7 separate regions of the Mus musculus genome follow, and regions 1, 3, 4, 5, 6 and 7 are each linked to region 2. The links are chromatin contacts, called in public HiCAR-type, HiChIP or PLAC-seq and promoter capture Hi-C maps. All regions are on one chromosome and are shown on one strand. Each heading gives the region's core, a stretch centred on a gene start, on an enhancer-like site or on the middle of the called end of the contact. The rest is flanking DNA. Distances are from core to core; before and after follow the strand shown.

Evidence for each region. Promoter capture Hi-C pulls out the DNA fragments that hold promoters and counts their contacts. HiCAR-type assays count read pairs that join an accessible place to other places. HiChIP or PLAC-seq counts read pairs in DNA pulled down with a chosen protein or histone mark.
Region 1: a promoter capture Hi-C map of neutrophils shows a contact between it and region 2, with 5 times the contacts expected there. The contact joins the promoter of Cyfip2 here to the promoter of Rnf145 in region 2. A contact is called at or near these places in 7 of 39 promoter capture datasets (the C10 cell line, cranial neural crest, hippocampal neurons and 4 more), 1 of 484 Hi-C or Micro-C datasets (cerebral cortex) and 2 of 115 datasets of contacts at active chromatin or transcription factors (embryonic stem cells and large pre-B cells).
Region 3: a contact with region 2 is called in a HiCAR-type map of astrocytes, with 5 times the contacts expected there. The contact joins the promoter of Adam19 here to the promoter of Rnf145 in region 2. A contact is called at or near these places in 3 of 39 promoter capture datasets (hippocampal neurons, liver and pre-B cells), 6 of 115 datasets of contacts at active chromatin or transcription factors (astrocytes, bone marrow-derived dendritic cells, extraembryonic endoderm stem cells and 3 more) and 3 of 9 other capture datasets (adipose tissue, embryonic stem cells and liver).
Region 4: a promoter capture Hi-C map of liver shows a contact between it and region 2, with 5 times the contacts expected there. The contact joins the enhancer-like site here to the promoter of Rnf145 in region 2. A contact is called at or near these places in 5 of 39 promoter capture datasets (3T3-L1-derived adipocytes, the C10 cell line, liver and 1 more).
Region 5: a contact with region 2 is called in a promoter capture Hi-C map of pre-B cells, with 8 times the contacts expected there. The contact joins the enhancer-like site here to the promoter of Rnf145 in region 2. A contact is called at or near these places in 3 of 39 promoter capture datasets (hippocampal neurons, liver and pre-B cells) and 4 of 115 datasets of contacts at active chromatin or transcription factors (embryonic forebrain, embryonic hindbrain, memory CD8 T cells and 1 more).
Region 6: a contact with region 2 is called in a promoter capture Hi-C map of liver, with 3 times the contacts expected there. The contact joins the enhancer-like site here to the promoter of Rnf145 in region 2. A contact is called at or near these places in 6 of 39 promoter capture datasets (the 3T3-L1 cell line, hippocampal neurons, liver and 2 more), 1 of 115 datasets of contacts at active chromatin or transcription factors (pro-B cells) and 1 of 9 other capture datasets (liver).
Region 7: a contact with region 2 is called in an H3K27ac HiChIP or PLAC-seq map of embryonic stem cells, with 4 times the contacts expected there. The contact joins the enhancer-like site here to the promoter of Rnf145 in region 2. A contact is called at or near these places in 7 of 39 promoter capture datasets (the 3T3-L1 cell line, the C10 cell line, embryonic stem cells and 3 more) and 3 of 115 datasets of contacts at active chromatin or transcription factors (embryonic stem cells, extraembryonic endoderm stem cells and stem cell-derived neural progenitor cells).

What each region holds. Positions count from the first base shown.
Region 1 is chr11:46,310,719-46,314,142 of GRCm38.p6, forward strand. It overlaps Cyfip2 (cytoplasmic FMR1 interacting protein 2), which reads right to left and starts at 1,640. Exons shown (of 31, transcript NM_133769.3): 1 at 1,509-1,640.
Region 2 is chr11:44,517,181-44,520,624 of GRCm38.p6, forward strand. It overlaps Rnf145 (ring finger protein 145), which reads left to right and starts at 1,776. Exons shown (of 11, transcript NM_028862.4): 1 at 1,776-2,094.
Region 3 is chr11:46,054,649-46,058,225 of GRCm38.p6, forward strand. It overlaps Adam19 (a disintegrin and metallopeptidase domain 19 (meltrin beta)), which reads left to right and starts at 1,336. Exons shown (of 23, transcript NM_009616.4): 1 at 1,336-1,562. The coding sequence starts at 1,466.
Region 4 is chr11:46,084,260-46,087,550 of GRCm38.p6, forward strand. The region is part of intron 3 of Adam19 (a disintegrin and metallopeptidase domain 19 (meltrin beta)); the gene reads left to right. Among named protein-coding and RNA genes, the nearest start is that of Mir8100, 16 kb to the right of the region's middle. Within about 2 kb of position 1,397, at least 81 of the 459 cell types and tissues checked have an H3K27ac peak or open chromatin away from gene starts, as enhancers often do. A contact at or near this core is called in 3T3-L1-derived adipocytes and liver, where this site is marked.
Region 5 is chr11:46,285,637-46,289,227 of GRCm38.p6, forward strand. Cyfip2 (cytoplasmic FMR1 interacting protein 2) reads right to left here. Exons shown (of 31, transcript NM_133769.3): 4 at 431-508. Among named protein-coding and RNA genes, the nearest start is that of Cyfip2, 25 kb to the right of the region's middle. Within about 2 kb of position 1,290, at least 57 of the 459 cell types and tissues checked have an H3K27ac peak or open chromatin away from gene starts, as enhancers often do. A contact at or near this core is called in pre-B cells, where this site is marked.
Region 6 is chr11:46,037,891-46,041,013 of GRCm38.p6, forward strand. No RefSeq gene overlaps it. Among named protein-coding and RNA genes, the nearest start is that of Adam19, 17 kb to the right of the region's middle. Within about 2 kb of position 1,596, at least 51 of the 459 cell types and tissues checked have an H3K27ac peak or open chromatin away from gene starts, as enhancers often do. A contact at or near this core is called in liver, where this site is marked.
Region 7 is chr11:46,114,336-46,117,723 of GRCm38.p6, forward strand. The region is part of intron 7 of Adam19 (a disintegrin and metallopeptidase domain 19 (meltrin beta)); the gene reads left to right. Among named protein-coding and RNA genes, the nearest start is that of Mir8100, 14 kb to the left of the region's middle. Within about 2 kb of position 1,551, at least 66 of the 459 cell types and tissues checked have an H3K27ac peak or open chromatin away from gene starts, as enhancers often do. A contact at or near this core is called in embryonic stem cells, where this site is marked.

The DNA.
Region 1 (3,424 bases), core at 390-2,889, 1.8 Mb after region 2:
CCAAAGCAGCCCTGACAGAAAACGAAGCTGGCAGCTGCCACATAGGCCATTCTGACCACAGTATCAGTGCCACATCTAGCTTACATCGGAAAGTCAACCATTAGAGATAGCAAATATTTTGACTTCAGCTCTGCTTCCTATTAAAATGTCTCCTATCCTCGGCTTCCTTTCTGATCCCATGACTTAAGAAGCGCCTGCTCTACATCCAATGGGAAAACCTTTTGTATTTAGCTCTTCAAGATAAATACCACTCACTGGCTCCTTTCTCAAGCAAGTTTGACAGGAGAGAAGGGACCCAAGGAGCATCGGGTGGAGGGGGGGAAAGCCACAGAAGGGGGGATGGTGGTAGGGACAACTACCTTCAAGGACTTACAATCCCGACTATAGATATTAATCTATATTTTTGTCCTCCGACAATGGCGGGAGGGGGGGGTGTCACTGAGTGCTAGGCAATGGTTCTTGCAGGGCCTGTGCCCAAGAATAAGGCTGGTCACTTCTAAGGGAAGGGGTCAAGAGGTAGAAATGGTTGCTTAGGAGCAACAGTCAGTCGTCAGTCTGATCCCTAAGTCTTCCTGCCCAACTGTGGGGCTGTGGGCACTAAAGAATTGGGCTAGCCAAGTTCTAAGTCTGGACTGGAAAACACCCAGATAGTCGCGGGAGAAAACCAACAGTCGGTTCAACCATGCTCCCTGCCCCCACCCTTAGCCACAAGCTACTCCTCTTCCTGTACACACAGGAGGGCTTACCTTCCTGAAGGTGATGTGGCAATCTCCCACAACAGACAGGTGGGCAGCTAAATACGAAGGAAACCTTGACCCCTAGGATTCCATCACCCCACCTTTCTCCTCCCCAAAGCCATCCAGGGGAGAGGCGCTAGTATAGGCCAGAACGCTTCGAAGCAGGTCAGCCATGCCTCCCGGCTCATCAGAGCTTTCCTCTCCCAAACCGTGCCGCTGTGGCCCCGGCCCCACCCGGCTTCGGTTCACCGCGGGCGCCCAGTACCCCCTTGCCTGTCAGGCGGGCCCAGGCAGCTCTCTCTGGCCTTGGCTGAATGATGGTGGCCGCGACCGCAGAGGCGGGGACTGCCCGGCGATCTGCAGTATGTAGGTGCAGGGATGTAGCCCCCTCTGGGCTTGTGGCCCCTGCAGGTATCCCTGGTCCCCGAGACTATCCCTGCCTCTTTTTAGGGCGGGTGGCTCCGGCCCAGGCCACGCACCTGCTGTGGCTGCCGCTGAGGCTGCTGCGCGGAGCTCTGCGCTGTACCCACGACTTCTGGAAAACGCTCCCTGCCCAGGGCGCCCGGGGCGGCCGAGGGGAGAAGGGACAACACAGGCCTGTAGCCCGGCCTCCAGGGACCTGAAGCCGTGTAGCCTCGGGCGCCAAGCCAAGCGCCCCCAACGGGCTGGGAGAAGTGGCGCCCGCCCCTCGCGCATCCTCAGGAACGCATCCACCGCCTAGGCAGCATTTCGGTTCCTGCATCAGCCCTGTTGTCTCCGAGAGTCCCTTACCTGGCTCGGTGGCAGGTCCAGGGGAGGGACCCGAGGCTACCGCAGGGCCCCGCGCCGGGGCGCAGGATGCTTAGCCCCGCTCCGCCGCTGCGCCGGCGGACCGCCGCGCCCCGCCCGCGGCCCCGCCTCTCCGCCTGCCGCGGCTCCTCCCCTGGCCGCGGTGCCCAGCCCCTTCGCCGCGGCTGCTGTCACACAAAGAGCCGGAAATGGCTGCGGCGAGGGGCTCCCTGCGCACCCCTGACCTGCAACCTCCTGAACCCATACCTTCCAGCCTTAGAGTATCCAGCCTCCGGACTCTGGAGGTGGAGGAGGGACGACTTTCCTGCTGCCGCCTGCATCACCAGCGACACCTGCCACTCCAGAAGGAAGGAAGCGTCAGCTCCTTTCGCATCTCCCCGGTGTCAAATTATTTTCATATAGTCATTTATTCACCACATCTTTATCGACTACCTGTTTTGTTCCAAGCATCTTGCCAAGAGCCAGGCACGCACTAGTGTGCAGTAGAGCCCCTGCTCGCTTGGAGCTTATTATTTGCCAGCATTAACTGACCTAACAGGAGTCCAATGACAGCTGCTTTCCCAAAGAAGGGAGCAGGCTAAGTGAGAGGTTGAGCCCTTCCACCACTTGAAGAATAACTTCCCAGAGGGCACGGGCTCAGAGGGCACGGGCTCAGAGGGCACAGGCTCAGCGGGAGAAAGCGCTTGCAGCCAAGCTTGATGATGACCTGAGTTCGATTCCCAGGATCCACAAGGTAGAAGGAGAGAGACAGCTTCTGTATATTGTGTTCTGACCTCCACCCACATGCATATATGCACATTACACAGACACACAGACACATACACACACCCATACACACACACAATAAATAAATGTAATAATTTAAAAACAAAGAGAAACATCTACTTCCTTTCCATTTCTTAGTGTAAAAATGTACAGCTATTATGTGTGTGTGTGCGTGTGTGTGTGTGTGTGTGTGTGTGTGTGTGTGTGTGTGTGCGCGCGCGCGTGCCCATGTCGATCCCATTGAGGTAGAATTGACTCGTGGACAAAATCATGATAAGCTGACTTTTAGGCAAACCTAGGAAGGAGCTGAGGAGACAGAAGCCTCTTAGATGCTGCTTAGGGCTCTTCAAAGAATCCATTGCTCCTTGAGACATAACTCGGAGGGCTTTAGGTAGGGATGAGGCCAGCTGCATTCAGTCCTGACCTGAACCCACCCCAGCATGGTACTGCTCTGAGTGGGAGATGCAGTACCTGCAATAAAGGGAATAATAGTTGCTCTGGGTACCATATATATATATATATATATATATATATATATATATATATATATATATATATATATATATGTGTGTGTGTGTGTGTGTATGTATATAAAGTATTTATTTTATTCTGTGTGTATGGGTATTTTGATTGCATGCACATATATGTGTACCGCATGCATGCCTGGTGCCAAGAATAATCTGGAACTGGAGATACAGATAATTGTGAGATGCCATGTAGGTACTGGGAATTGAACTCAGGTCCTCAAGAGGAGTAGCCACGGCTCCCAACTGCTGAGCCATCTCTCCAGCCTGCCCTCTTAGGGGAACTAATTGGAAAGTACTTGAGAGCCTGATTTATGTATAGAGCAACAAGGAATAAAATCTTGGGTCATGAGAACCTTCTCCAATGCTTGCCAGACGCCACAAACTTAGACTTGCACAGTTGTTCCCTGTAAATGGCTACTGATAGAGGAGCCACTGTATGCAAATCTCAGGCAAGGACTTGAGAAGACTTAGCTGCATCTCACATGCTTCCCCCGGGGCTCAGAAACCACGCTCCCATGTGGTTTGATGTTACATCACTTGTCTAATTTAAACTGCTATTTCAGAAGCGATGACTTACATATATAGCGACACACATACATTTTCCCC
Region 2 (3,444 bases), core at 526-3,025:
TTTAATGGTTATTCCAAGGTGGCCTAAGGGATCCAAACAAAAGTGGCTATAACGAGTTATGAACAGAACCCCCAGAAACATTTAAACCCTGCTATGAAGCTAGTAGGTGACAGTTACCGATAATCATCAATTTGACAAAATTAGTCACATGGGACCATGGCTCCTGAGGACATTCTCTTGATTAGTGTGATGCCATTCCTTGGATAGGGCATCCTGCACTGCTTACGAGTGAGGAACATGAGGCAGTGAGCAGTGACATGCATGCATTCACATCACTCTCTGCTTCTAGACTCTGGGTGAAGTGACCAGCTGTTTCAAGTTCCTGATGCCTTAACCTGCCCCACGAGGGACTGTGCGTTAAACAGTGAGCTGAAACACACCCATTCTCCATAAATTCTGTCCAAGTTTTATCACAGTCACAGAAAATGGGAGGGAGATATGCTACTGTGAACTTTAGTGATGGCTTTGGCTACATATTACTTATTTTACATCTATGAATGTTTTGTCTGCAGATATGTCTGAGCACCACATGTTTGTAGTGTCCATGGAGGCCAGAAGAGGGCGTCAGATCCTCTGGGACTCGAGTTACCAGCTACACCTGGGTGCTGAGAATTGAACCTGGGGGTGGGGTGTTCTCTAGAAGAACAAAAAGGGCTCTTAAGAGCTAAGCCATCTCTCCTGCTCTGATGACCTTGTATATGTAGAGGTTGTGTTTACAGTTTTATAGCAGGGGAGACCCAGAGGTTCAGAATCGTGGGTGTATGTGTCTCATAAGCAGTGGACAAGGACACATAAACATCAAAGAATACTCATTTTGTCTTGTACAGATTGTAAGGTGGAGGCTCTTGGCAAGTTTCCGAATGAGCCAGAATGGTTGCAATGCCTTACAAATCACTTGGTGTTCATCTTCTGTTACCTAGGCACTGCCTAATGAAAGGCCACACTAGTTTCTAGTGGCAACTGATTCTCAAGGGACTAAACTAAAAGCAAGGAACAACAGAGCAAATGGCAGAAGGTAATAGCGAGGCAATGGTAATACAGATGAACGTAGTAATAGATCCCTGCAAAGATCAGCTTAAGTCCTCAGCAAGCTTATATACTATATAGACACAGATCCTGCTCTAAAAGCTTCTACATTTATAATACGGCAAGAATGTGCCATAGTATTAGGAGACTAGAGCAGAACAAAAGGGTTTCAGGGAAAGGGTGTGTGCACACTAATGTGGTTTGAACCTTGAACCAAAAGAAATGGCAAACCTATTTACACCTTTTATTTTCATACAGTAGTTAATCATTTGCACCAAACGAAGGAGCCGGAATACAGTCCCAGGGAGCAATTCCAAACCATTCACTCATCCAGCATTTTACTCTTCGTCGTCCCTGATGCCTTAGAGACGAGTCTTAGTCTAGTCAAGGAGAGAGTTAAAAATTGCTCTGGGTTTGCACGCGGCAGGGACCAGCCTTTCACATTGTCCCACGTGGTCCCAGCAGGTGAGTGTAGGTGTGGGCGCGTGCGGCTCGTGGTGTCTGCGGAGTGAGCGCGAACACGTGTCAGAATGGCTGGGGTCACAGTGCATGTCCCGGTGTCGCCTCACCCTTCCTTGGAATAGTCTGCCGGACCAGCACCAAAGAGAAGCCGGCGTTTCGGGCCCACTCAACGGAGGCGGTGCGGGAAGATCCCGCCGTGCGCGATTGTGAGTGAGCGTGGGCGCACGGGGGCCGGGCGATGGCGAGCTCGCGCGCAGGCGCAGAGCGCGCGAGCCGGCGGTCGCCGCAGAGCGCGGGGGGCGGAGCCGGAGCGCGGGGACCAGGCCATGGCGGCCGCCGGGCGCTGGTGCCGGCGCTCGGCCCGGGAGCGCCTTTGTCGCCGCGGAGGATGGTGACCTCACGGTTCGGGCCGCTTCCGCTGCCTCCGCCTCCCGAGACGCCGCAGCCGAGGCCGGACGCGGGAGAGCCGCCGCTGTGAGCCGCGCAAACCGGGCCCCCCGCCGTCGGAACCGAAGATCTCACCGGAGGGGCGGGAATCGGAGCCGGGCAGCAGCGGACACCGCCATCCCCAGTGCCGCCCCGCAGGCAGGGAGGCTGCGGCTCCAGGTGACTGCGGTCAGCCGGGAGCATCCCGCAGGCCTGCTGCCCACTGCGCCTCCCCTCCCCTCCCCCACCCTCGCTCCTCCCCGCCGCGCCCCCTCCTTCTCCGGCTCTTGGCCCCGGCCTGGTCCCCCTCCGCACCGCGCCCTCCCGCCCACCCCTGAGCAGCGATCAGTCTCCTGCGACCTCCTCGCAGAGCCTCATACTCGTTCCCGGGGCCTCGGCTGCCTCCTCACCACCTTCCATCCTTCTTTCCTCCCGCGCCTGGAGAGGGAGAGAACCCTCACATTCCTGAGATGCCCTCATTGGGGCTCACCCCTCTCTGCTCTCCTGTACCCCGGTTGCAAGGCCTTTCCCGGTCTCTCTGGCAGAGGTGTCCAGTCCGGGCTCCTTTGCTCAGGTTTGCATTTCTAACTTTTCGTCTTTTGCGTTTCTGTTCACTCTTTTTGCTTTCAAGCTTCTTCCCTCTTCCCTGGCGTCTCCTCACCTCGCAGCCCCTTAACTCAGCCTAACCATGTGCAGGCGGTGCAGGTTGCGGGTTTCAGAAAGACCTGCCAAGCCCAAAGAATAGGGGGACCCCTGGCTTAGTGTGCAGTGCGCCTCTCTTCAGTCACGAGCAGCTCATCTCTCTCTTACTGTGTTCCTTTTCCCGCTCGCCATCCCTGGGTTCGCCCTCTCCAGTTCTGCTTTCCCACCCTAGGACCTTTGTGGAATGAACCCCCTATTCTATCTAAGGGTTAGGAACTTGACTCATATAAGCGCGCCTTATGAGGCGCGGTAGAGCCAGCACCCTTGGCGAGGCAGGGAGCACCCGGGCTTCTCTTCCTGGCAGAGTTTCTGCTCCACGTAATCCCCTAGCCTTGGGGCTGCTGCGTCCGTGCCGCGCTGCTGTGCTGTGCTCGCTGCCTGCTTGCGGCGAGCTGGCTTGGGGTTACTACAGTTCAAATGTATCTGAGCAAAGCAGGCGGGGTTGGGGGAGGTGCGGGGAGAGAGTGAGATGGGGCGGGGGAAGGGGCCTTTGCAGTGGGAAGGCATCAAAGATTAATGGATGGCTTTGCATCTCTGTCTGCAGTAAACAGGAAACTAGTCTGAAAGGAAGGGGTGTGTGTGTGTGTCTGTCTTTATTTTATAAAATACCGAGTGTGCAGTTTTGTGAATCTTGAACCAGACCCAAAAGGATGAGCTGCCGGTGCTGCAGTCGTGACCTAGGCTGAGCGTCCAATGGCAGAGGTAGCGTTGTTTTCCTTCTCTGTGTCGGGCCCTTAGGTTGGACGATGGCTCTTTCACTGGAGGGTGGACTCTTATCTGTGGATGTGGTTTCGGAGATGATGAGGAATCACAGGATTGCTAGTAGTT
Region 3 (3,577 bases), core at 86-2,585, 1.5 Mb after region 2:
AACTGACAAATGTAGGTGCGAGACTCCCCTTCCAGAGCCTCCTCTCCCTTGGAGTTTTGCTAACCAACCCTATACAGATTATTTCTGGCTATCTCTTTTTTCTGTTCTTCATTCATCAACTAAGGCATGTTGCACCAGGCTTTGTAATAGCAAATATACAGACTCTAAGTGAAACCCAGACATTAGCTTTGTGACCTTTGGTGAGGGGACTTAATGCTTTTCTGGTTTGATTCCCCTCCCCCAGAGGGGAGATAGAGATGAAGCCAATACCTACCCCCTCCAGATGGTCGCCTAATTATCACTGTTATTCTACACTGTGTCAATGGAGTCCAGATTAGCCTCAAATTCACCACGTAGCAGAGATTAACCTTGAACTTTGGATCCTCCAGCCTCTGCCCCATAAGTGCTGGGATCACAGTGGTGCACCACACTCCTGGAATTACGAGGTCCTGGGGATGGAACCCAGGGCTTCATGAGTGCATGACAAGCATTCCACCAGCTGAGACACATTTCCAGTCCACAGCGGACTCATGACAAGATCAACTATCAGAGGCCCTAGCACGTACGGAATGTCAATAAAAGCTAAGTCCTAAGTGTCTGCTACTGTAATTTTCTTAGTGATAGCCATCATTTGTGGGCTTCATCTTCCATTGCATCCTAAACCCTAACCATCCCAAATTCTGCTCTCTCCTGTCCCCAACCTATACAGCCCAAGGCTTCCCTCCTTCTCTGTAATCCTGTCTAGACTGTTTCTTGGGCTTGGTGTTCTGTTTCTGGAGTACAGAAGCCCTGTCCTCTGGGATGCTGGATCTGCAACCCCACCCCCTCCACCCCCCACCTCCCGTGTCAGAAGGCCTGGACTAAAGGCCCAGATTGGAGTCCCGATAGGAAAACAAGTTCTTTTAGCACTCATTTCAGTCCCTTGGAATTAACTCTTTCACAGCCTGACTCCAAGAGTAGTCAATCCTGGAAGGTAGAGCTACAAAGAGTTGTCTTGGTCACCCAAAGTACTTAGCATAAAGCGGGATAGAGTAAACTAGCTACAGTGGGGCAGAAGTGTGTGTGTGTGTGTGTGTGTGTGTGTGTGTGTGTGTGTGTGTGTGTGTTTAACACTTTCAACCCCAGTCCTGTAATCTCCCAGGCCTCAAGAATGGTTGATTACTTCAGAAATTCGGATCATCCCTTCCCCTGGGTGTCCTTCACCTGAGTCAGCGATGCTCCCGGGGGGCTTCCCTCGCTCCTCCCACTGCTGTCCCTCCAGCCACCACCAACCCCCTCCTCCGCGTGGCGCCTCCCCTCCTCCCATTCCAGGCAGAGCCCTGAGGGGCTAGGGGCGGAGCGTCTGGGATGTGGGCTGGGTGGCTTTTAGGCCGGCGTTTGCTTGAAAACCTCCGCCGCCGCTAGGCCGGGGGCAGGCAATGGCAGGGGATGTGTGATTGCGGACAGTGAGAGGGCCGTTGCTATCATGCCCGGGCGCGCGGGCGTCGCCCGGTTCTGCTTGCTGGCTCTCGCTCTGCAGCTACATTGGCCGCTGGCGGCGTGCGAGCCGGGATGGACCACAAGTAAGTGGCAGCGCGCAGATGGGTTCTGAGGCGACTAGGGGTGGTGGTGATGACTGAGGGTCTGAGAGTCGCTCTTGCATGCCGGCAGCTCCATGACCGCTATCCCTGCGGACTCCGCCACTCCCCGGGTGTGAGTATCGCCACCCCCAAGCCTAGGAGCCCAGGCTTTGTTCTCTTGTGGTGAGCCACGGGAGGTCGTGGAGCTAGTGCGCTCACTGCAATCAGAAAGCAGTAAGTCTCTCTCTCTCTCTCTCTCTCTCTCTCTCTCTCTCTTTGCTTGCCTTCCTTTCTTCATCTCCCCGTGTTTTCTTACTTTGGGCTTCTCTTTCCGCTGCTCTTCCTATCTTTGCTGTTTTTCTTGAGGTTGCTCGTCTCCGCTCTGCCTCTCTCTCATCGCTATTTTGCGCCCGCTGCTCTAGCAACCCCAGAGCATCCCCAGAGGAGCACCCCAAGCATCCTATCCCGAATCGGCGAGGGAACCACTCCCTGGATCTTGCTGGGGGCGGGGGGGTGGTGGTGTCAAAAGCATACCAGTGGGATAGAAAATCAAAGGTTTCCGAGAGATTAGGGTAGGGTGGTTTACTGGTTATCTCTGCCTGTACACTTAGCATCTCTGAAAGACCATAAAAGAACCATGCGCACCCATTATGCAGATCGTAAGCTGAAGTTCACTAACAAAAACCCAGGTGTGTATAAGTACGCCCCACATTGAAGATCTGATACTGGAAACCGGAGCTTTCTTTCCACCTCACCCAATGCCTATCTCCTCTTGGCCTCAGTTTTCATGTGAAGAAAATGGAATGGGCTCCACGCTTCCAGTTTGGACGCTGGATAATGCCTATTTCTCACAACTGTTTTCCCAGGCACCGCTCCCTCCCGGGCCGCATCCCTCAGAGGTTCTCATAGGATTTCGCGGAAGGGACGGTCCCGGAGGGGCAATGCCTGGCTTCTGTCATCTTGACCCGGGAGAGCTTATTTAGCCTTAGCTCTGAGGCAGCTGGAGAGCTGGGCTGACTCCAGACGGTCGCGGGTGCTTGCTGTACCAACCGTCAGCGTTTTTAAATCAAGCTAACGACGCCCTAGTGTACGGGCTGGGCAGGCTGCAGCCCCCGCCCCATCCCTGCAAGAACCTGACCCGAGGGTTTCCTCCACTCAACGCTCCAGCTCCTTTGCCTTGGATAGGAGAAGGCTCTTCCTTTTGTTGGGGTGTGGGGTTCCTCGGGGAAGAGGGAGCCAGGTCCTGTTCGAGTCTGATTTTCCAGCCTACCATTTGCACAGAAGAAAGACAGGAAAGTAAACTTCACGGGATCTGGAGGCCTTGAGAACAGTCAGTGAGGTAGAGTGACTGCAGACCCGGGGAGAAAGCAAAATCTACGAGTTGTAAAGTGACCCATGATCCCCAAATGAGCAGTTGCTATTAATATTTTCCTTTCCCCCTTCCTGTCCTTCTATGACTATATACTGATGAATCTGGAATCGTACCATTCATACACTTTAAAAGGTGCTTCCCAAATCATGACATCTCCCAAAACTATGATTTTAATGGCTCTAAGTTCTACCAAGAGACCACAGAAATATAATTTCCTCAAAGTTAAACTCCTGGCTCTTATACAAATGTGACGAAGATTTTTTTTTCTTTCATTTATGAAGTGGCCAAAGCAGCTGCTAAAGCTGGTCAAAAGCATCAACATAATCAATATCAACATAATCAATACCAACATAATCAATATCAACATAAACAATATCCCCGGTGATACAGGGAGTGGCATAGGGAATTCCTTTGGGTGAGACAGAATCAAGCAGTTGTTGGTTCTCCCTCTCCTATTCCTGAAGTCACTTGCATCTTTGTCTGTCACAGGCGTGCAGTTAATGTTAAACTTCACCGAATACAGGCCATCCCACCGAAAGCAAACAAGTGAGCCAGAGATAACATTCTCTTACCCTTTGTTAAGTGACGCTCCAGGTCTGACACTGAAAGCTTGATCCCACGTGCTCTGGCCTTATTTTCAAGTTGT
Region 4 (3,291 bases), core at 147-2,646, 1.6 Mb after region 2:
TTTCTCTATCGCTCATCGTCTCCTTGCTTCCAAAGATAAGGTCTTATCAAGTTGGGAGCTCGACAGTTGTCTAGCCTGTCTGGTGAACAAATTCCCAGGCGTCCTTCAGTCTCCGTGTCTTTCAGTGAGTGATGGGATCTGAACTCAGGCCCTCAGGCTCACACAGCAAGCTCGTTACCTGCTTTGCCATCTCCCCAGCCCTCACTCTTCCAAACTTCTCAGTACCTCACTTCTCAGGAGCAGGCCTCTGCTTATTCAACAGTAGAGACTTCACTTGGGAGCCTTGCTGGGGCTTGGAAGTGTCTCATATTGGCTTTTGTGGCAAACAGCAATACCTCTGAGTGGATGAAGTTTAGCTAGGCACTCCTCAGCTTCTTGACTAAGCCGGGTGGAAGCTGGGTCTTTCTGATTTAAGGGAGTAAGGCTCTTTTCCGGTCTCTTCATGGCTTCCATGTGTCCCCATGGATTTCCTCCCCTCCCCCCAGGTAGCGTGTTTGGAGAAAACTGGCAGGGACCTCATAGTCTCCTCTTGCATCAGCCTCCCTTGGGAGAGGTCCAGATGGGCCAAGGGGCTATAATGGCTGCATTATATCAAGCATAGTTTCTTTTTTTCAAAACCTTTCAGGAGAAGGGAGTTCTGGGAAAAAGAATTCCTTTGGAGAGACACTGAATCATAAAGGAAAGAGTGATCTAAGCTTGGAAGGGCCAACAGGGGCCCTGTTTTTCTGGAAGCTCTTTATTTCTTGCCTTAACCAGATTCTAGATTTAGGGTTTACACAAAGGTCAGACTAGATTGTGAGATATGTAGTATAACAATGTGGTTGGGACGAGTAGAGCAAGAGACTCTCAGCTCCCAGTGTCTAGGCCAGCCTTACCTTCAGCACACATACACAAACTTGACAGTACCCACACAACTATACACACACACACTCACACACAGGAATACATATACGCATATATGCACACTTCCCTCATAGTTTTATAACTAGAGGAAACTAGAGGTCGGCTTTCATACCAGTTCTAAAAAGAAGGAAGGTGGGTTTGAAATGGGTCTGAGTTTCTGGGGGACTTTCTGGTAAAACCTGCCTCCACGTGGCCTGTCAGCTCTTTTCAGGTATTTTCGTGGATCATCTTCATCCTGGGAGAGAGGTAGGTCCCCGCAGGGTAGGAGTGATACCAGCCTTTGAGGGCTAATGCTCAACAATCCTCTAGCACGGTGCCTGGCATATGGCTGGCCTTAGTCAATATTTGTAGTGTGAGGTGGGTTGCAGACGTAGGTCCTGGAGCCAAGCACTTAAAGTAAGTGTATGACGAAATCAGGACACGAGGAACCCAGGCTTTCCTACAGCCTCTAATACATACTACGAGCGAGGTTGGACAAACGCCCTTCCTCTGCCAACTCCTGACCTAGCTGCCACCAGGATTTCACATATCCTTGTGGACTGAGACTTCTGTGTTTGGAAACAGATTAGAACTTTCATGACAATATGTTACTTTTACTCTTTTCAGATTCCTTATCTGTAAAAGGGAAAGACTGAGCAGAGAGGTTAGGGCATAAAGGTTTTTTCATTATTATGGTAGATGCCTTGCTTTGGACTGGATCCGGGGATATCGGCTGGCTCTTTGGGATCTGCTGCTGGGCAGGGCCTCTGATGTACTTGCAGTGTCACTCACCATGACCTTCAGAGCTGAGACCTTCCAGTCCTGGCTTGTGACCAGGTCATTTGGCTAAGTTAGAGCAAGAACCTTGGCCAATTCCTAGTATCCTAGTCTGCAGTGTACTGAGATGGGAGGATTCACCTAAATTCAAACTAGGCCACTGTCATCTGGCTAGAACTTGGCCCAGGTGCTAGGCAGGGTAGGATAGTAGCCTACTGTGGTCCATGAGGGGCCCTTTCAGTGGTCCTCACTTGTGTTCTGAGATGCTAAGAATCCCAGGGCAGGTTTAGAATAGTTCTCAAGTATTTAGCCAGAGGCACCCACCTTTGAGGGTGCTAAGTTTGTGTTTTCAGATACCCACTCTGTCTTGTTTCAGGGTCAGATATACCTGGTCCCCTCTTCTGAGTTTCTTAAAAGATCTGGTGGCTTCTTGGAGATTGCTTTCCTCCGCTCCCCCAGGCTCAGTCATAAAGTCTCTCTTCATAGTATGGCAGTCTTGTCCTCCCCCCCCCCCCCCCAGTACTCCTCCCCAGGCCGCTGTGACTTCAGCTAATCTGATGAACAGCAACCATGATTATTTACCAAATACTGGTTACTATACAGGTTGCTACCATGGGGATATTTCTTGCTCTTTAAAATTTGGTATTTCTGAGAAAATTTTATTTCCCCGAACCATTCTTAACCAATAAATGTTCAGTTCAGGACAGGCTTTGTAGGGCATCCTTAAGCAAACCCACAAACTCTTATCGGTAAGCCATTTCCTGGGCCCCTCAGGTGTCTTGCCAGCTAGCTAAGCTTGCCTGATCATGAGATGTCAGGCCCTCTTTGTACTGATGGATATTCATGTTCATACTCACAGTGGGGAGAGAGCCATGGAGAGGATTAAATAGATCCTGCTGGCTAAAGGATCTGGTTATCCAGACATGCTTTGGGCATAACATAAAAACTGCACTCAGGACCAGGAGCTATTCAGAGGGGTGTGAGGTCTCTGGAAACCAGAAATACAATGGGAAGTGGCTGGTAAAGGGGACTGTTGCTTTGATGCCTTGTGTAAAGATGTCCTCAATAGGCTGCTAAAGACAACATACCCAAAATTTTGGCTTTTTGAGAGCTGGGCTGGTGGGTGGTACCATCTTGCTTAGGTTGGTCCCCGAGACAACAGGGGCCTTGCTCAAATGGGAGGAGGGCTCAGCTCTTCACTATAGGAGCAACCTTCAGCCTTCCAGGGCCCTTCTGAGCCCTCACAAAGGAATGCTGGTGCTTGTGAGCCCCTGAAAGATCAGTGCCTTATTTGGCAATGGGGCTTTTGCAAATCTGTTTCCATTCCTTTAGAGTCAGAGGTAGACCAAGCAAAGTGCAGGCTGATTTGGAAAATCTGGTTCTTTTTCTCTCCTTACGTTTACCCTACTGGAGAACCAACATAAAAGAAAATTATACGTATGATTTCTTTTTTTCTAATTCTGCCCAAAATGTGAAGTAGCACAGGCCATTTCATTAGAGTAACAGTCTGCCTTTCAGATACACTTCCTGTCCTGGGGAGTTCTAGGTGGCACCCTTTACGTTTAATGGAAACCTGGGGTTATTGTTTTCCAACTGAATGGAAATATTTGCAGTTATTGAGTCTTACACTAA
Region 5 (3,591 bases), core at 40-2,539, 1.8 Mb after region 2:
TAATAAAATCATCTGTATTTTCAACAAGTCCAAGACAGTGTAAAAAATGAGAACAATACGGTTTTGTGGAAACGATATGAATTTATAAAATATGGTCATGCCAATAAAAAGACCCAGAACCATCTGAAGCACAGGGTTTAGATGAAGTGAGACAATGTCACGCTTGCTACTTTAGATCCTTTGTGACAGCCTGGGTGACAAGAGACATCGACTGCCTTTGAAATAAAATACTGTGCCCTATATGTGCCGGGAGGGAAACTGTTAAGACCCTGGGCGTGGACCTTGTCAGCAGCACTATGGGAAGCACTTTGGGTCAGAGGCCCAGATTTGCTTCCCGCCACCTGGGGACCTCAGCCCTCTGGTTTGGGTTCAGGTTGGAGGAGCACTGCAGAAGCAGTGAGGCCTCTCTGAAGGGCAAGGATGGTCTCACCTGCGGGATGGCCCGGGAGCAGCTGCGCCAGGTGTACAGCATGACTGCATAGTCGTGGCCCTCCTCCAGCATTTCATTCTGAAACGGCAAAGCAGTCATCAGGGACATAAAACACTAGGGCCATGGACTTCTCCAGGCTCTCATCGGGACCACCCAGGATGTGGGCCATGGCAGGCAAGAGCAGCATCACCTGGGCGCTTGCTGATAAGGATGTCTGAGCCCCTGAATACGAACCTATATTCCAGCAAAGTTCCCAGGTAAGTCACGGGCACCTTATATCTTAGAATAGCTGATCTAATAAGAACTTCAGTGAAAGCCAGAAGAAAGGCCACATATTCTCCGATTCCTTTGGACAAAATACCCACAAGAGGTACAGCCTTACGGACAGATTGTAGTTGATGGAAACACGTGGGGAGAGGACCTGGGTTGACTGCTAAAAATTCTAGGGTGTCTGTATGGGGCAATGACATTAGATGGTGGTGACAGTTGTATAACATTGTGAAGATGATTAAAAATATAGACATATATATTTTAAGCAGTTTTCAGTTATGGAAAGCATACTCCAAAGAATATTAGGAGACAAGAATTAGCATTATGCTTTCTCTCCTTGAAAATATATTTAGGGAAAAATGAACTTTAAAATTTAAATCTATTTATCATATTCACTTTATAATACATTTTAAAGGCAGAATCCAATTTAACTTGGAGTTTGCTACTTATTGTGAATCTGCTCAACAGCAACAGCTTCCATTCTTAATTAAGAAGTCAGTAACATGCTGTCCCTGAGGGAAACAACCGAGAGCAACCCATGGGCTGCCTGCTTTCTCTTCAGTTTGGGCACACGTGTCTAAAAGAGGAACTGGCAGTAATGTAAGGAACACGTGGCTATTCTCAGCCCCCACCCCCCACCCCGAGTGCCCTCAGCACGCATAATTTCATTCAGTTAAAAAAAAAAAAAGGCTGCAGCAAGCATCTTTAGATCCCAGGCTCTGTGCCAGAAACAGAACTGAGAACCAAGATGTGCACTCTGCCCTCTAGACAGTTCAGCCATAGTTGTTACATAACAAGCCCAGAATACAGAGGTCAAGATGGCGTGGTGGAAAGAGCTCTGGATGTGGCCTTGGGAACCTTGAGTTATTGGCCATCTTTTATATATGTAAATTATATGTATAATATAGTATATTGTATATATACATATATGTGTGTGTATATTTAGAGAGATAGAGATATATTTCTGACGCTGTGGATGACCTTGAACTTCTGATCTTCCTGTCTCTACTTCTCAGGTGCTAGGGTTACAACATTTCCCACTATGCCTGGTGTATGTGGGTGTTAGGGGCCAAACTTCGGGCTTTGTGAATGCCAGGTAAGCAATCTACCTACTAAGCAGTGAGTTTATGCAATTTGCCACAGCAGCAGCAGATAACAAACAGAATCACGTTTAGAGCCAGCCGGTCCTTTAGATTTGCCTGCCTGAGCCTGTGACCTGGTATCTCAGAGAGACCTCAGTCTGGTTCTGCTTCCCCGACCCCAAAGAATCATTATGGCAGCTGGAGTTGACCTTCGGTTTCTCTCGTGTATACGATCATTACAGCTGTTCCCTGAAATCCTCGCCCCCACCCTTTCATGCTTCCAGTAACAATCATTTTGAGACTCTCGTCCAGTGTATCTGTTCCATTCATTCCTCTTTATAGCTCATTCCAAGAGTAATTACAGATCAAGCATGGCTGAACCTGAGTTCGGCTCCCTTTAGTGATAGGGTCTCTATTCCAAGCTTGCCTCAAGCTTCCTATGTAGCTGAGAAAGTGATCCTGAACTTTTGATCCTCCTGCCTCCACCTCCCCACAGTTGAGATTACAAGCATTTGCCAGACTATACCCAGTTTATTTGGTGCTGGAGATTTGGTTCATACAAGCCAGGGCTTTGTGTGTTCTAGACAGGCACTCAAACAGCTGAGCTTCGTCTCCAGCCTCCTTTCTGCACTTTGAGGAAATGAATGAAAGTCGTCTCTGTTACAGGCTTGAGACTGTGACTCTGTTTCTAGGTGGGCCCATTTGAAAGGTGACTGAAGCTCAGAGGAGATCATGAGGGCAGACTCTCACTCAATCTGTCATCCTTATAAAGAGAGGAAACTTGGGTAACACACAGAGACATCTGACACCCAGGAGTTTGGGAGGAATGAGCCTGAGTAGCCAGGGAAACATCAGGAGAAAGCAGCCCTGTCGACAGCTGGTCCAGGAATTGCATCCTCCAGGGCCGTGGAAAGCAAACACCCATTGTTTAAGCCGTTTACTCATGGTATTTTGCTACGGCAAAATGATCTCCATGTCTAGACCTCATCTCCATCAATGCTACGTACAGTACCACACATAGACACACCCCAATTTTGGGCAGTCTGAAAATTCTGTCTTTGCTCATGCTGATGGTCACCTAGCCCCCTCCCCATCTCATCTCTGACTGCTTCAACCTTCCATGGGATGGAGAGAACCACAGAAAGAGGTCAGGACCGTTCCCAGGTTCATGCAAGGACTTACTAGCTGTAGGACCATGAGCAACCCGCTTATTAATTTCTCCAGACCTCAGTCTTCTCATCTCTACAATAGGTATAATGATCCCTTTGCAAGCCCCAGGGTTATTATGAGGCTCTGATGCTATCACACAGCAGATTGCCCTGCCTACATTTCAAAGAGCAGTGTGTACAACATATGCTATCATTACCTCCTTACGAGGCTGTACTAAAAAGTGGCTTCCCCCACCTAGCTTCCTCTGGCCTTCTCAAGGCCCCTTGAAAAGCTGACCTTCAAACCTTTATCACAATGTGGAACATTTATACAGTTTTATATTTGCCTGCAATAAATATTTCAAAGGCCAAGCTTTGTCACCAGAGTCCTAAGTTTAGAACTAACCACCATTCAGCAGTGAGACCCCCGAGTCAATTTCTTAACAGTTGAGAGGCTTCAATGTTGGCCAGCTGAGATATTGGGGCTGCCAATGACCTACCTCACAGGGTCTGTGTGAGCATTAAATGAGACAATGACCATGAAATGCCTGCATAGAAAAGGCGTTTGGTTGCCTTGTCTCTTTCGCACTTGATTCACCGAGAACTGAGACTGGCCCCACACTAACTCTAAAATCAGCTCACAGCAGGCACACAATGCATA
Region 6 (3,123 bases), core at 346-2,845, 1.5 Mb after region 2:
TCTTCTGTCTTAAGGAGCTTCTCTGCAGGATAGATTATTTCCATCTAAGAGGGAACTGCTACACAACAGGGGAAGAGACAAGGCAGCTCTGGAGTGCAGGTCATGATCTCGTTCCGGGTTAGGGTACCCACGCATGTGTGCTTGAGTGGGGAAAGTGTTCAAGCTGGCCCCAGTGCCGATGGTACACACACTCTGTGGTACTTCACTGTTAAGTTGATGAAAAGAAGTCCCTCCATAATGAATATGCTCTGTCTTTGACAAATCATTTTTTCCTTTTTCATAATTTCCTAGAAATAGAATTGCCAAATCAAGATTTTCAATATTTTATGCCTTTCGATACATCTTGCCATCTCATTGGGAACTGGTTGCCATGAAGACAAGAATAGCTCACATCTTCTCCACTCTTGTAATTCCAACACCTGGTAGCGTGGGAAATGAGGACGATTTATATAGATAAGAAGTTTAAAGAGCAGATAGACTTCAGACTTTGCTCAAGTCTCAGGTTAAAAATCATTATTGGAACTCAGACTCTCTCTTGCTACTGTTTGGCTTACTTTCTAACAATTCTCTTCTTGGTGACAGGAAGAACACTGCTAGTAACAAACGTAAAAGCATCTCAGGTCGGGGCAGGGCTCAGTGGGCGAGAACACTTGCTTGACAAGCAGGAGAACCTGCGGTCAGATTCCCAGAAGCCACCTTAAAAGGCTGGGTGTAGCTGCAGGAGCGCCTACTGCTCTGTGAATAGGATCAGGGCATGAGTCCGGAGTGTTGCTGGTCTTGTTGGCTGCCAGCTGAACTCCGGGTTCAAGCCTGCTTCAAGCGAATTAGACAGAGTAAATACACCAGAACACTCAACTTTCTCCTCCGGCATCCATACCCATTCACGTTTGTATACAGCACACAAACACAGATCCACACACAAGTACACACATATCTTTAAGATTGCGGACATTCAGGAGACAGATGCTCACGGGTCCATGTTGGAGTAACAGTCCCATCATCAAGACAACATTGAGTGTGGGATGAACTTTCTGTCAAGCTCTTGACTCCTTAACTATTCCCGAGCAGGGACCTGGGTGGGAGAGAAGGATCCCCGGGACCCGAGCCACGGGAGGGGATGTGAAGGGGTGCAAGTGCCCTTTAGGGCCGACCCATTTCCCAGCTCTCAGCCTCAGCGTGTGCTCAGCCAGCGGCAGTGATGATGCTCTCTCACTGGGTGTGTGCAGCCGCGAGCTGAAAACCGACCTACAGCGGAGCTGCTTCCCAGTGGAGCCTTCTGGAATCAAGGGCTTCCTTGGACCTTAACTGCCGTTTTTAATTGGCAAGACCCACGTGAGTGGGGCTTTCCCTGCGTGCGTGTGCACACACCTTTGCCCTTTGCAGCTTATGTGGGGGTAGATGGAAGCTTGATAAATGCGCAGAGTTCGTCTATGTCCCCCTTCCCACGATCATTATCCTAAAACAGGTTCTCCTCTACAGTTTTCCAGATTTGTGTAAAGAACGCGTGCTACCGCATCCCACCCCCACAGTCTTCCGGTTTCATCTACTTCCTCTGCTTCAGCCTGATGAAGCAGAGTTGGCTGGGCTCAGTAACAATCGGGAGTCTCCACATTGGTATGCTCAGACTCATCTCACTGGCGGCCTCAGTAGCAACTGCCTTACAGACTCATTACTTTGGACTTCCAATTTGGCTTCCGTTTCAGGGTTTGTCCATGACCCCGGGGGGTGGGGGAGGGGAGTTAATTTCCTCTTTCTGGACCTTGGTGGACACAGCAATAAAATGAAATATATCTCGTCTGCAGAAACAGACAGTTTCAGTAGTACGTCTTAGGTGATCTGAGCCTGGAATTCCACACACACTCTCCGCCGTGACCTGCTTCTTGTAAGAAGGGCACCTTCAAGCCCAGATGGTGTGCCTGCGAGACCAGGTCCAGGGGTTGTGAGTGCTAAAACAAAATGAAAACACAGAACCCATTGTCTAAGAATTTTTAAGAATTGGAGCCGGTGAGATAATACATTGGGTGGGGATGGGGTAAGGGCCTCTGCTGCTGAGCCTGAGGACTTGACTTCAATCTCCCTGAGCCCCCATTGTGGAAGAAAAGAACTAATTCCCTCGGACTGTCCCCTGATCTCCATGCACAAGCAATGGCATGTGCACAGACAGATCCCACTACATACTCATGAACACCTTTTTAAAAACCAGATAGACAAATATAAGAAAGAGTAAAAATTACCGAGAAATGGTAATTTCTTGAAGATGGAGTGACTGTAACCAAAATACATTGTATGACTAAATGACATTCTCAAAGATAATAAAATAATAAAAAATACTGTTTAAGAAATTTGGAATGTAGTGACAGAGTATTATATCATGTGTCACTGAGAATGGGTCCTGTCTAACTGCCTAGGCTATGCTTCTGGGTGACTGAGTCGGTCACATAGGATATAGGAATGGGAATTTATCAGCCGTGCTCACGTCTCTCCTCTACATTTTGCGTTAGGTCTCTGTGACTGTCTGGTTGTTTGTTTGTTTGTTTTTTGAGACAGGGTTTCTCTGTATAGCCCCGACTGTCCTGGAACTCACTTTGTAGACCAGGCTGGCCTCAAACTCAGAAATTCGCCTGCCTCTGCCTCCCAAGTGCTGGGATTAAAGGCGTGCACCACCATCGCCCGGTGTGACTGGCTGGTTTTGTGTCAACTTGACACAAGCAAGAGTCATTAGAGAGGAAGGAACCTCACTTGAGGAAATCATCCATGAGATCCAGCTATTCAGAATTTTCTCCTTTGTGATCAGTGCGGGGAGGGTTTAGACCATAGTGGGGAGTGCCACCCCTGGGCTGGTGGTCCTCAGTTCTAAAACAAAGCAGCAGACTGAGCAAGCCACATGAAGTAAGCCAGTAAGCAGCACCCTTCCATGGCCTCTGCATCAGCTCCAGGTTCCTGTCCTGTCTGAGTTCCTATCCTGACTTCTTTAGTGATGAACAGCAATGTGGAAGTGTAAGCCGAATAAACCCTTTCCTCCCCAACTTGCTTGTTGGTCATGGTGTTTTGTTACAGCAATAGAAACCCTAATTGCGAAAGTCTCCATCATCTTTTGCAGAAACAAAAGAATCAAATGCCCAC
Region 7 (3,388 bases), core at 301-2,800, 1.6 Mb after region 2:
AGCTTGGGAAACACTGGCCTAAAAGAGCAGGATAGTCCCTTGACTCATTTTCCTCGAATTGGACAGGCCCCAAGATTTCACAGACACCTGTCCACCTGGCCCAGTCATTTGTCTCACTTTTTCAGGCGACTTCCTGATTTTTTCTGTGCCGTTCCAACATAGTGCTTGGCATCAGGATGCAGCCGTGAGCCAGAGCTGCTCTTGAATCTGAACTTTGCTGTAGAAGCACAAAACCCTTGTAGCTCTAGGCATGGGAGCCACTGAAATGGGCCCTTGGTGATGCTTAAAATGCACACAGCAGATCTGGTGTGGTTTAGAGCCTTGGTAGACCCTCTCTGATCTGGTGATGCCAAAGATGGCAGGTGGCGTGTAAAGAAAGCTTGAATGGAGACTTATCCTGGAGTCCAGGAGTTCTGTTTCCTCCTGGAAGCCCTCCATGCACCCACCACCCATATTTCCATTAACCATGCATTACCTTCAAGTCCCATACCGTGTGGTGACATGACCACAGCCAAACACTCTTTCCTGTGCCCTGGCTGAGCACTGCAAAACTCCATGAAAGTGGGGGTGGGGGCTCATCACTGTATCATGGTCTCCTGTCCTCTCTACTTGGGGCTACCAGCTTCCCCAGTGGCCTCTTTCTTTGCAGCTCCACAGCGTGGGTCGGAGCAATGCCAGCGGGTGAGGGAGTTCTAGCCCAGGTTTGAGAGCTTATTTTCAGAGCTAGAGGTCGGAAGAGAAGGATCTTTAGCCTTCTTTCTTAAAGACAGGAGGAGTTCACTGGGCAGCGAAGTGGAGGTGAAGGGCTTTCCTGGGAGGGAACATTGTGTTTACTTTCAAAAGAGTTTAGCTTTCTTAAGCTGATGTTGGCATTGTTCCCCCCACCCCACCCCCCAGCAGTCAGGAATGGGTGGGTTCTAGGGTTTTTGTTTTCTTTCTACAGATTGATGTGTAGATGGGGGAGCAGCAACAAAGGTTGGCTTCAAAGCCAGCCAAGTAACCCACTTAGCCCCACCCCATAGCGGCACCTTTGGCTCTCTGTATTGTGAAGGTTCCTGGGGGAAAGCAAGGTCTTTCCTCCCAGAGAGTTCTCCATTTAAGCTTTATATCTTGTATCGTCTGATACAAGGTCTTTCGTCATTTTTCCTAAGATTGTTCAGATAAAATGTCCTGAGACTCCAATGGAGTGAGGCACTTAGAACCCCCCCCCCCCGCTCCAGTTTAAGGGAGGAGTATTATTCTTTTGCCCAGTGGGTCCTTGGTGCAGGGTTTTACAAGCCACTTAACCTGTGAGTCTCCAGCAGGCATAGAAGAGGAGGAGTTGGGGAGTGGTCTGTTGCTGGGTAGCTAGACTCCCAGCAAACCAGGCAAGAAAAGGCTCTGTTTGAAGGTGTGCCACCATGGCTGTGGGACCACCCAGAGGATCTTACTGATGCAGGGGAGTGAAGCACCCCTTAAAAAGCACCAGTCAGTCACATAGACATCCTCACCCCCTTAGCTACAAGTCACCCCCATGACTCGTACCTCTTGCTGAGTCAGGGATCTCTCAGTTCTCAGTGTCATGAACATCTCTCAGCTGTAGGCTTTGAATGATTCATGTCAGGGTTGGATCAGGCCAGGCAAGATTTGCAGCCCAGAATCTGCTGGCAGAAATATATTCCTGGTCGTTAATCTGAGCATGCAGGAAGATGAATCAAGGGAAGGATGTAGTATTTGTGATTTATCCCCCAGTGCTGAGACACAGCCGCTATCTCCGGGCTCGGAACTCACAGCAGCCAGAGGGATGCTTCGAGTGGGAAAGCAAGCTCTGGGCAGTGAGGTTGTGCTATTGGCATCTAGAGAGAGCTGTCAGCAGTAAGCAAGCAAGCAAGCAAGCAAGCAAGCAAGCAGTGGCTCTCTGCCTGGGCCAAGATCGAGGTGGGAGCTTCTGGGATGATTCTCAGCATGTCCATTCTGTAGGCAAGGAGGCGTGTGAGAGAGCTGCTTGGGTGGATCCTGGCACATTCCCTCATTTATTAAGTGAAATAGAATGCAATGGGAGCAAAGAGGGGGGCTTACGTTGGGGGAGGGGAAAGAATGGGTTTAGACATAGGGCTGTAAAGAACTTTGGTGGTACCAGCAGGATGTAAGATATCTGGGAAAGGCTGGCCTACCGTGTTATATGACCGGGGTTGCCTCAGAAAGGGTAACACTGAAGCACATATTTTTTAAGACTGGAGGTTGTAAACTACAGCCCATGTGAACCTATCACATGTTCCTATGAGTATTATTCTGGAGCAGGGCCATACCATTTGATTTATGGTATCCTGGAAGCTTCTAAGCAACCAAGGAGAACTGGGTAGCTGTGCTCCACCAAGGCAGAACTGAGCAGCTGTGGTCTACGATCATGTGGTCTACCAAGCCTCATCATGTTTACTCAGTAGCGCTTTGTAGAATAAGCTTACCAACTCCTGCTTCAGAGTCTTCTGGAAAACATGACACACTGTTTCAACTATGGTGGCCTCACTGGGCCTTACTGTTTGAGGATAGGATTAATATATTTGGAAGCCAGAAATCTCTTCCCAATGCAGTAATAAATGTTTACTAAATAAGTGGAAAGACTCTTGCCACAGGACTAGTTTAGAAGTCAGGAGGTCTTGGTAATAGAAACTTCTAGATTAAACAGTTTGCAAAGGTCTATGCAACAGGGTTCTAGAATTTACCTCTGTAGGAGATAAGGGTAGCAAAGGAGTTCTTTTCTGGTGAGTGTCAGTTCCAAAGAAGTCAAGGACTGTTGCAGAATTAATACAAGAGGGAGGAAGTGGTGTACCAGAGCTGGGAGTCAGCCCTTGCCAAACCAATACTCTAGGGCACCTCATTTGGGTATTCTGGAAGAGCTGGAGGAGGAAACCTGTAACGGCTTGAATAAGGAATACCCACCTAACAATACCTTCACTAGCTATCCAGATTCTGGGTCAAAATGACAGCACACAGGGCATGTCTATCCTTTAGGGCAGGGGGAGGTTACAGTTCTAAAATCTTTTCGTCTTCCCATCCTGACAATTTCCCTACTTCATTATTGAAGGTGAAAGAGGTCTGTCCTTTTCAGACAGAAGTGGTAATACAAAGCCTCCTAATGGGGCTTTAGGCAGACATTCTAATCAAGTTCAGCACACTCTTCTCTCCTATGCCCCATTATCGATGTCTGATTTCACAGTGATGATGAAGTCAAAGAGTCTTTCTCACCAAAGAAGGCACTGCCTCTTGGAATCATGTGGAAGGCAAAACCATGTTGATGCCACATGGCCCTGTTGGCAGCACCCCCTATGTGACATTTGCATGCCCCCCCCCCACTGCAGTTAGTCCGTGTAGGTTCTCAGTGAGTTTCTTAGCTCTTTTTTTTTTTTTT